2 separate regions of the Mus musculus genome follow, and region 2 is linked to region 1. The links are chromatin contacts, called in public HiChIP or PLAC-seq maps. All regions are on one chromosome and are shown on one strand. The core of a region is the stretch at or near the end of the contact, and the rest is flanking DNA. Distances in the headings are between cores, read along the strand shown.

The links. HiChIP or PLAC-seq counts read pairs in DNA pulled down with a chosen protein or histone mark.
Region 2: a contact with region 1 is called in an H3K27ac HiChIP or PLAC-seq map of VIP interneurons, with 12 times the contacts expected there. The contact joins the enhancer-like site here to the promoter of Gabrb2 in region 1. A contact is called at or near these places in 5 of 39 promoter capture datasets (cranial neural crest, embryonic stem cells, frontonasal cranial neural crest and 2 more), 1 of 115 datasets of contacts at active chromatin or transcription factors (VIP interneurons) and 1 of 9 other capture datasets (liver).

Annotation. Positions count from the first base shown.
Region 1 is chr11:42,418,798-42,423,952 of GRCm38.p6, forward strand. Gabrb2 (gamma-aminobutyric acid (GABA) A receptor, subunit beta 2) reads left to right here and starts at 1,977. Exons shown (of 9, transcript NM_001362647.2): 1 at 1,977-2,629; 2 at 2,755-2,846; 3 at 3,784-3,851. The coding sequence starts at 2,553. Gm34591 (a long non-coding RNA gene) reads right to left here and starts at 2,418. Exons shown (of 3, transcript XR_388590.4): 1 at 2,239-2,418.
Region 2 is chr11:40,834,289-40,839,083 of GRCm38.p6, forward strand. No RefSeq gene overlaps it. Among named protein-coding and RNA genes, the nearest start is that of Ccng1, 81 kb to the left of the region's middle. Within about 2 kb of position 1,288, at least 4 of the 459 cell types and tissues checked have an H3K27ac peak or open chromatin away from gene starts, as enhancers often do. A contact at or near this core is called in VIP interneurons, where this site is marked.

The sequences.
Region 1 (5,155 bases), core at 727-3,226:
TGCAGTGATGCATCTGCTCTGTGTTTATGGTGCTATGTTTTACCTGTCTTTAACCTAGAAACTTCCCCAGATTATTTCCCTTTGGTTTGTCTTCTGCCCTAGGGAAACTATCAGATTCCTGCTGGCAACCATCCCTTCTCCACAGTTCCCTTGGAGTCACCTCTCTAAACTGCCCCAGAATAATAACTCTTAATTTCCTGAGATGCGCGCAAGGGGATGGAAGTGGGGGTAGGGGTGTCTTGTACTATGTGGGTCAAAAGGGGAAGCTGAACGTGGTCACAGTGGAGACTAAAAAGCCTTCAGTTGGAATCTTGTAGCACCAAGCTAGCTGCGATCCCTGGGGATCTGGTCTCTGCTCTCACCAGAGAGACCTGCTGGACCACCAGTCTGTTGTAATCTGTGAGCTTTCCCATCCCACAGGCGCAGTGGGCGCTTGGAGGTCCCCCGCGTGGCAGCAGAGAGCTAGCAGAGTGTGAGGTTCTGAACTTTAAGAGTTGAGGTAGTCTAGTCTAAGGGTTAGAAACACTGCTTTATAAGCACAACTCACTTTCCACCCTTCTCCACAGAAATGACCTTGGACATGTTCCTCCGATCGATGTGCTAGTTTCTAAACCCGTAAAATGGGGTCACTAAGGAGTCAACTTTGAGCTAATATTGCTTTAAGCGCGGCTTTCTGCACATGGTAGGGACTCTCGGTAAATGACAAGGCTCAGTAGTAGATTTAGGTTGGATACTGGGGTCCAGGACCCAGTGTTGAGTTCTGCCTTTCTACCTCTTCATCAAAGAGTGCCAGGGTAGTTGATGCACCTGCTGTACTCCCTCCCTGTCTTCAGGATAAAACGAGGAACACGACTCTAGGGCATCCCAGTCCCGGTGCTCTCGGCATCCTCTTCCCCCCCCCCCCCCCGCAACTCCTCCCCTCCTCCAGCGAGCCCCAAGCAGAGGAAATGATTTTTCCTATGAAATGAGTCTGGATCTGGTGTCCGTGTTGAGCCTGGAGCTGGAGGGAAGGGGGCAGCCTTGGGTCCCCTTGGGCTAGGAAAGGGATGAGGGAAAATTGTGGTGTGTAGATAGGTGATTTGGTGGCTCAAACGGTCTCGGGGTTCCTTCATTGTGCCTGTCTTCTGTGAACCACTGGGTTTGGACGCAGAGGTGCAGCTTCAACTGTCCAGAGCAGAGCGGCAGTGGTGCAGCTCCGTTGGGCCACAGTAGTGGGCGGCGAGCTCCTGCTGGTGAGGTAAGGAGTGGTGGGTGGCAAGGACTGTGAATGCACGTGTCTCGTGTGTGTCTGTGTGTGTGTGTGTGTGTGTGTGTGTGTGTGTGTGTGTGTGTGTGCGCGCGCGCGCGCGCGCGGTGCGCGTGCGTCCGCGAGGCGTGGGGGGCCAGAGGAGCGCATCCCACCCCGCAACCCGCCCTCGCACTGGATGCCTTTTGGCCCCGCACCTGTGCTGGAACGCCTGTCACCCTCTGTCCCTCACGCCCCCACTTCTTTTGTTCTTCAGTCACACACACACACCTCATCCTGACCACTTATAATTTCCTAGTGCAGAGTCAGACCCAAACCCAGAGAAGCCTTTGCCTGACTGCTCCCCTCGCCCCCTCCCCCTCCTGCTATAAATAGCTGGACTAGCGGGTCAGGAGCGTCACAGCGCCAGAAACCAGGACCCCGAGGTTTTCTTCCCAGGGAACAGGGGGCAAAGGGGGAGCAGGAGGAAGAGAAAGAAATCACTCGTGAGTAGTGAAGAAAAAGCTCGCCCCTTGACTCCCAGGAAAAACGAGCATCTTTGGATTCCTGTATCCTTCCCCTTTCTTCTCAAAGCCATTCCGATTCTTTCATATTCACAGTCCACTCCCCACCCCCACCCCCCCTCGCTCAAAATCCAACGTTTGCTCAGCACTCCTCCCATTGGTTTTTTTTCTCCTCCTCGGACTCTGGTTCCCACTGCTCCCCTCCCCACCCCTAGCGCTCCCACCCCACCCCCACCTCCTCCGCTTGTCCCAGGCAGGGGATTGCTATTCTTAAGGAAATAAAGTTCAACTCCTTGCCCCTTTCAACTGGCTTAGACCGGGAGGAGAAGGGTTTCAGGAACCAATCTTCCTCCCTACACCCTACTCCTATTTTTCTTTTTAATATTTAAGGGGACACACACACACACTCTCTCTCTCTCTCTCTCTCTCCCTCTCTCTAAAATCCCACCACGTCGTGAGGTGCAACTACCTCCTAGAACAGAAACTTACCAGACGCTCTGGTTGCTTTTGTCTTAAAGAAAGAAAGAAAAAAAACCAACGAAGATTTTACTCTGGATGCATTTCTGGGGTAGTAGTTTAATATTATTCAAACATGTACATATTACACATATATATGCTTCTTTTCCTTTTTCCCCTTTAATTTTTTTAAACAAGGAAATCTCGGTCCCCGGCAGCCGCCGCTGCCCCTTTGATGTTTTGGTACGCCGTGCGCATGCGCTCCACATTAGAATTACTGCACTGGGCAGACTAAGTTGGATCTCCTCTCTTCAGTGAATCCCTCAATCCCACCAGAACCTAAAGGGATGTGGAGAGTCCGGAAAAGGGGCTACTTTGGGATTTGGTCATTTCCCTTAATAATCGCCGCTGTCTGTGCTCAGAGGTAAGTGTCCCTTTCCTTTCTCACTTGTCAGGGCTCTGTCTGCATACCTCTCTGTGAGCAGGGCTGTTGAAGATGCCGTGCTGTCTTCTTTATTCATTCCTGGTTATTGTCATTTTTTTCTTTAGTGTCAATGACCCTAGTAATATGTCGCTGGTTAAAGAGACGGTGGACAGACTGTTGAAAGGCTATGACATTCGTCTGAGACCAGATTTTGGAGGTAATGGGATTGCCTTGCAAATAAGAAACAGCCCAGCTCCAGCCCAAGCTGTCTTTTGGGCTTTGTGTGCACTCTCTTTCCTCTCCTTAGTTGTGGGCGCATGTGATGTATAGAATGTTTTCCTATTTTACCTTGCTGAGAAACAGATCCAAACTTAAGCCAGTTTCTGTCCAGCACTTGAGAGGTCTTTCAAGAAGACCCCCTTAGAGTGTGACCAGACTTTGTAACCGCTCTCGTTCTCCTTCACCGTGATACATCTTTGTTCCCAGTCTGAGGTTTCTTGAGATACAAACCTCTTAAGTTTAGTTAACAGTGTGCCCAGCCGGGGATGTCTTATAATGTGAGTATTTTTGAGGACACAGTGTGCAGGCGGTTGGCTGAGAGGTGGCTTCAACTCTCTGTGCCCATCTACTTTAGAAGAGTTCTGGCCATGGTTTAAAGTGGCTCATGTCGGGATTCCACCCAGCCCTATATGCGAATGGCATAGGGGAGAAGGGGTTCTGGGGAATTGAGAATAAAGATAGCAGAGGAAAAAGGGGCATCTCTCCCTGGAGCCCCAGATATGCTAGTGTGGCCATTTAATTTTGCTCAGACTCTTAATGGAATTAAAGAGTTAAAACCTACACACAGAAGTGGGTGGGGAAAAAAAGAGGGGGTTTCAATGCAATCTACACGAATCCCTAGGGCTCTGTGAGTTGTAGGAATTCACATGCTGAGACATCAACATGTGTAGACAGAGCTGGCAACATTGTCTGACCAGCACATGTGTGCATATTCCTAGAAGAGTATCCCCACATTCATACTGCAAAGATATGGGAAAGTAATGAATATATGGATTAGCTCTACAGAGGGGGTTTCTTTAGAGTTCCCAGTGACAACTCTTCGTATGAATGACTAAGTTCTGAGAAGTCACATGGCTGACCATCTTGGTTTGCAGGTCCCCCTGTGGCCGTAGGAATGAACATTGATATTGCCAGCATTGATATGGTTTCTGAGGTCAATATGGTGAGTATTAATGCTCATAGATACGTCTCTATAATGGGGACTGTGTGGGGGCTGTGCAGTTGCTGGGGGGGGTGGAGTATGTTTGAATATGTGTATAATGTGGGGACAGGAGAATAGTATATTGCTCTGGAATTCATGGCATGTGTAATTACAAAACAACTGCTGGTTTTTTGCACTTTTCCCAATTTGGATCCAATACAGAGTGAGTAAAGTATCTCACACATTCACTTGTACAGGCAGCAATATGCTGGAAGGCCCCCTGCAGAAGTGATGGCTCTCACAGCTTCCTGAAAGCCTCAGTTTGTCGAGTTACAGTTCTGTGTTTGGGGCTTAGTCATGGTAAAAGGAGCATTTAAATGTGACTAAATAAATAAATGAATAAATAAAACAACCAAACAAAAACCTACCAGGAAGTCTATCATACAAACTAAACTCTCACAGAGTGACTAAGTAATTAGTTCTGGGGTGTTGATGCCCACTTGTTGCTTTAGGAAATTGATTCCTAGTACTTAATGACATTTGACATCTCTGCCCCTCCCACCACCTTCCATCTCCTTTAACCCCTTCTGCTAATCCACTGAAATCAAATAAAAAACTGGCCAGTCTTTATCCAAAAAGGCAAGATTAATACCAAGTGTACTTTCTTACTGCTCCTGCAACACTAATCATTATGTGTACCAAGCACACACAACTTATTGTCAGCAACACTCAGTCTTTGGACAAAGGATAAGAAGAGAGAGAGGGGTGTGAGAAGAACCTGTGTTCTCCAACAGGGAAGCACTTTTGGGGGGGTATGCTTCATGCAGGAGCGCCCCCTGCTGCCCACGTTGGAGCACTGTGGACATAACATGACAAGGACAAGTGTCCCAGATTCCCCCAGTTAACTCAGGGACATTTCTCCTGTAAATTCTCTCTCTCCCTCTCCCTTTCCCTCTCTTTTCCTCTCCCTCCTTCGCTGTTCCCTTCCCTTCTTCTCTCCCTCCTTCCCTCCCTCCCTCCCTCCATTCCTCCCTGTTTCCCTCCCTCTCTCCTCTCCTCTCCTCTTTTCTTCTTGGCAGTGTATCTAGATCAAGTGAGCCTTAATATTCCAGCAGTCCTTTCAGATCTGATAGCACACAGCCCATTTCATATTGTTCTATGACATCCTCCTGTCTTCCTGTCTTGAGACTGGACAAATAATTAAAGACAGAGATGAAATGTGTAAGCTTTTATACAAACACTTCTAAGCCAGCCATTGGGACATAAAATTTAGGGCATACTAATTAACTCAAGAAATTTGAAGTATTAGGATTTAGCCTGGCTCT
Region 2 (4,795 bases), core at 38-2,537, 1.6 Mb before region 1:
TAGCAGAAAGGCTTCTTGACCTATGCACAGAGTCACTATCAGAATAGTTTTCTTCATGAACAAAATTCTGTAGAGGCAAAAGGCAGTTTGGACCTCCACTTCAACTCAAGTCACATAGTTGTGCCAATATTGGGCAGAAACCAGTGCAACTACAAGCAGCTTTCTCTGTTAGCACACCAGTTTCTTTGAGAATGAGCAATTGAATCTGATCATGACTGGAAGGAGAGAGTAAAAGTAACAACCATTTTTTTTTCTTTTAAAAATTAAGGACATTAGTGGTATATAGCTTTTTAGTTGTCTCAAGAAATGAAGACTCCTTGGGCTGGTGAGATAGCTCAGTGGGTAAGAGCACTGACTGTTCTTCCTAAGGTCCTGAGTTCAAATCCCATAACCACATGGTGGCTTATAACCACCTGTAATGAGATCTGATGCCCTCTTCTGGTGCGCATGAAGACATCTACAGTGTACTTATGTATAATAATAAATAAATCTTAAAAAAAAAAAGAAATGAAGGATCCAGTGAGGTGGCCAAACATGGAAGGAACCAGGATGTCTAGGTAAAAAATACAACCTTGAACAATTCCAGTAGTAAAATAGTCTACAAGTTTTTAAGAGCAAGGGTAGGTAAAGGGTAGGTATATTAGATTAGGTCTGTATTAGGTTTTTCTGTGGTCTTTCTGTGGAGATAAAAATCCCTTTCAAGTTCATCAGCATCACTTTGCAGGGAATCATCATTTAGGAGATACTTGGGTTTACCTGAGGTAAAGAGAAAAGAACAGGCGGCCTCAATGAGTGCGAAGACTTTGATAGGATTTCTGAGTCAGAGTACATAGCAGTCAGGAGACTACAAGACAAGATCCTAACGATCTGCTGTAAGCTTACACGAACATCATGCTCTGGGATCTAGAGTATGGGAGGCACAGTGCTATAAAAGCGAGAACAAGCATATAAGTTGTGAGACTAGTGCAATTTTCCTTCTCTAGTTAGATCATTACAGGTGTCTTTAGGTGATTTTCACATTTTGATTGATGTGAAAAATCTTCCCCAATCAAGGAGTCAAGAAAGAATCTGCAAAGACATTTCCCCATCTTAGCTGGAGTGAAGTGATAATTGAGTTCAGACAAACAAAACAACACGTTCTACATCTCATAACAAAGCTGGCAAAATTACAAGACATCTAATGTGATAGACCTAGATAATCTTCCAGGGAAACCCGAGACCAAATGCCTCGAACAGTTTGTTAAGGGTTCTGCACTCTAAGTGGCCTCTAGATCTGTGCAGCTGCAGGCAATTTGCAGGAGAGGCAGTGTGGTGTGTGGGTCCCTGGCAAGGGATGTTCATTTGAGACTATCCCCTCCAACAGCTTTTGCCATTCATCATTTCCACATCCAGATGGCTCCCATTGTCTATAGATTCCTCTTTTTTTTTTTCTTTTTTTTAGTGCAAAGTGGCCGCTCTTAAATCTGTCATGTATTAGTGTTGGAAGCAATTTTATTATTCATCTAGTAGTCCAATTACCACTCTTTATAGAAGAGGAAGTGGAAATCCAAAGAAGGGAAATATCGTGGTCAAAACTACCCAGTTCCGTTGTGTCACAGCTGAAGGAAGAACATTTTTATCTCTTGGATCTCTGCCTGGTGGGTGCTTCTTTCAGTTCACCAGAACCTGATCATTTTGGGGGAAACTTGTGGCCCAGTATTTGAAGTCAGTGGATGATGAATTCAAGTCTCATCTCTGTGATTTGGTCGTTATGTGACCTTGGGTAGTTAATCCTTACTTCTCTCATTTGTGAAATGAAGTTGGCAATAGAACCTTTAACACAAACTGTCAGGAGGGCAAGTGGATAGTGATGCTTAAAGTGTTTATTGCAGTATCTGGTACACAGCATTACTCAGCGAATCAATTTTTATTTCTACAGATGCAAATCCTTTTACATTAGAGCATAAAGAACTTTTGGGGGCTGGGGAATGCAGTTAGTATTTTCTGGATGAGTATCTAATATATATTAGATATATTATATATTATCAAATCTTGATTTCTGGATACAACTGTACATCTATCATGCATGCATACATACTCTAATATATATATATACTATATATACATATAGCACCTCTGGTAGCTATAAAAGAACTTCTGTAGGAATCATTTTATTAGATAGGAAGGTAAAGAAAATATTTTAAGTTCTCAGATAATGGTTTCTCTCTCATTGTCTACTGCACAGCACTTAATGTTGAAGATCAGTGGGCCTGTGCTACCAACTTGAAGCCCCCACCCCCCCCCCCCAGGTGAAGAAGAGAGGCTCTGGATTTTTAAAGTAATGCACATAATTAATTAAGGGCCAGTTTGATTTTTTGAAGAATGTGATATTTTGTTCACAAGAGGAAAAAAAAAATCACTGACATGCTCTGAATTTCCTATAGTGGCTGATATAAGGTCACTAATGTTTAGAGGGACAGTTAATCTACTGAGAAATCTGAGAAGAAAAGCAAATGAGGGGATAGACAGAACATCTTAATAGTTAAGAGTGTGTACTGTGTTTAGGAAGCACCCAAATTCCACTCTCTGTCTCCTTGTCAGGTGGCTCACAACTGCCTGTGACTCTGGTTCCAGGGCATCTGATGGCTCTGACCTCTTTGAGCATCTCTATTCATAGGCACACATCTACAGACACACATCAACCCGTATACTAAGACATCATGAAGAAGGCAAATGAAACTAAATACTTTATAGGTTTTCTATAACTTCCGATAGAAGACAAAGATCTTGTGGAGTATGATATACCCGAGACAAACACATAATGAAAATAGTATCTTTGAGACACATTTATTCTTCACTAGCAAGTGTCTTTGTTTTCATAACATATTTTCCACTAATACACATTTAATTTTCGTGGCGATGGATCAGGATGCTCCACTGACTAGATGCAGATGGATTATATGAATCAGAGGTGTGTGAGATGTGGTTTTGGGGTCATGCCACAGAGTTTAGAAGTGTGAAATGGAATACAGCTTGCTGCGTGTTTAAAGTCTGCCTAGTATGGTTCTTGGGCACTTTAGGTCCATTAGAACCTAGCTTTTCCAGGTGCTGCTGCAAAGAGCTTTACAGAGCTGGCCCTATCTACCCCTGCATGGTCTCTTCTTTGGAGCTGGCTCCTCTCCCATGCCTGGGCTGCTGATATCCCTGGGAATTGGAAGTTGTCTGACTACAGTTACATAGCATAGCTTATATATTAATTAAGCATACTTCTACCTGGTGAAGGCTCTCCTCTTCCCCATGCAGAAACCTTTAGGAGTAGACTGTCGGCTTTGTGCAGTGAAATGGAAGCTTCTTACTTATGACCCCTGAATCCTGCCTGCTGAGGTATTAATAAATCTCTTCTCCAGAGGACATGCCAGTCAAGGACACCTCTTTCTTCGTCCCTCTTTTCTTCTCCGTGCTTGGAAATCCCACAGAGCAGTTAATTATTTGCAAGTTACTGGTCTGAGGGAAACCTTCCTTTGGAATTTCCTTGCTTTTGTAAACCTAGAAGTTGTGCTCAAAGTTAACACAAAGGCAAAGTTCTATTTGGGCATAGAATAAATGCAAATATCGAAGGTTCATTTAGGTCAGGGGTTCTCAGCCTTCCTAATGCTGTGACCCTTTAGTACAGCTCCTCATGTTGTGGTGACCCCAGACCAAAACAAAATTATTTTTGTTGCTACTTCATAACTGCTACTGGATTTGAATCACAACATAAGTTGTTTTGGAGATAGAGGTTGGCCAAAAGGATTGCAACTCACAAGTTGAGAACCATTGACTTAGATGGACTCAGCATTCCATTGAGAAGGAGTAGGCTGGGGTTCTTTTAAAAAGACGTGAATGCCTGTGCCTTGGCATTTGCTGTAGGGCCCAGGACAGGTGGGGCCCAGGGCAGGCAGGGCCCAGGCAAGCTTAGCAGATAAAACCGGCTCAGATTAGGGTCGCCCTGAATGTTTTAGGTGCATTGTGATATCCAGGTGAGGGTGCAAACTTAGTGATTCTGTATTTCTCAGACTTTCTGAAGTATCATCAGATGATAAGAAGAGGACCCTGTGGTGGATTTGGTTCTGGCCAGAATGCATGTTGGCAGTACGATTCCTATCAGGAAGTATCTGATGCTCAGGAGTTTTGTTTACTCTCTGATTTCTGTATTTTCATTTCAACAAAGATGCTAAGATTTAAGAAAATTTGGAATATTCCACACACATACAAATCCTAGCATGAGATGGCTAGATCATGACAATATGTGTTACTTATGGAATTCTGTTTTCTTTTCTTTTTGATTTTTGAGACAGGATTTGTCTGTGTAGCCTTGGATGTCCTACAACTCACTCTGAAGATCACATTGGCCTCAAATTCACAGACATCTGCTAGCCTCTGACTCCTGAGTACTGGGATTAAGGGCATACTTTCACTGTACAGTGTAACTTTATTTTTTTTTAAACCTATTTTATTTATTTTTTTTTTCCATTTTTTATTAGGTATTTAACTCATTTACATTTCCAATGCTATACCAAAAGTCCCCCATATCCACCCACCCCCACTCCCCTGCCCACCCACTCCCCCTTTTTGGCCCTGGTATTCCCCTGTACTGGGGCATATAAAGTTTGCAAGTCCAATGGGCCTCTCTTTCCAGTGATGGCCGACTAGGCCATCTTTTGATATATAAGCAGCTAGAGTCAAGAGCTCCGGGGTACTGGTTAGCTCATAATGTTGTTCCACCTATAGGGTTGCAGATCCCTTTAGCTCCTTGGCTACTTTCTCTAGCTCCTCC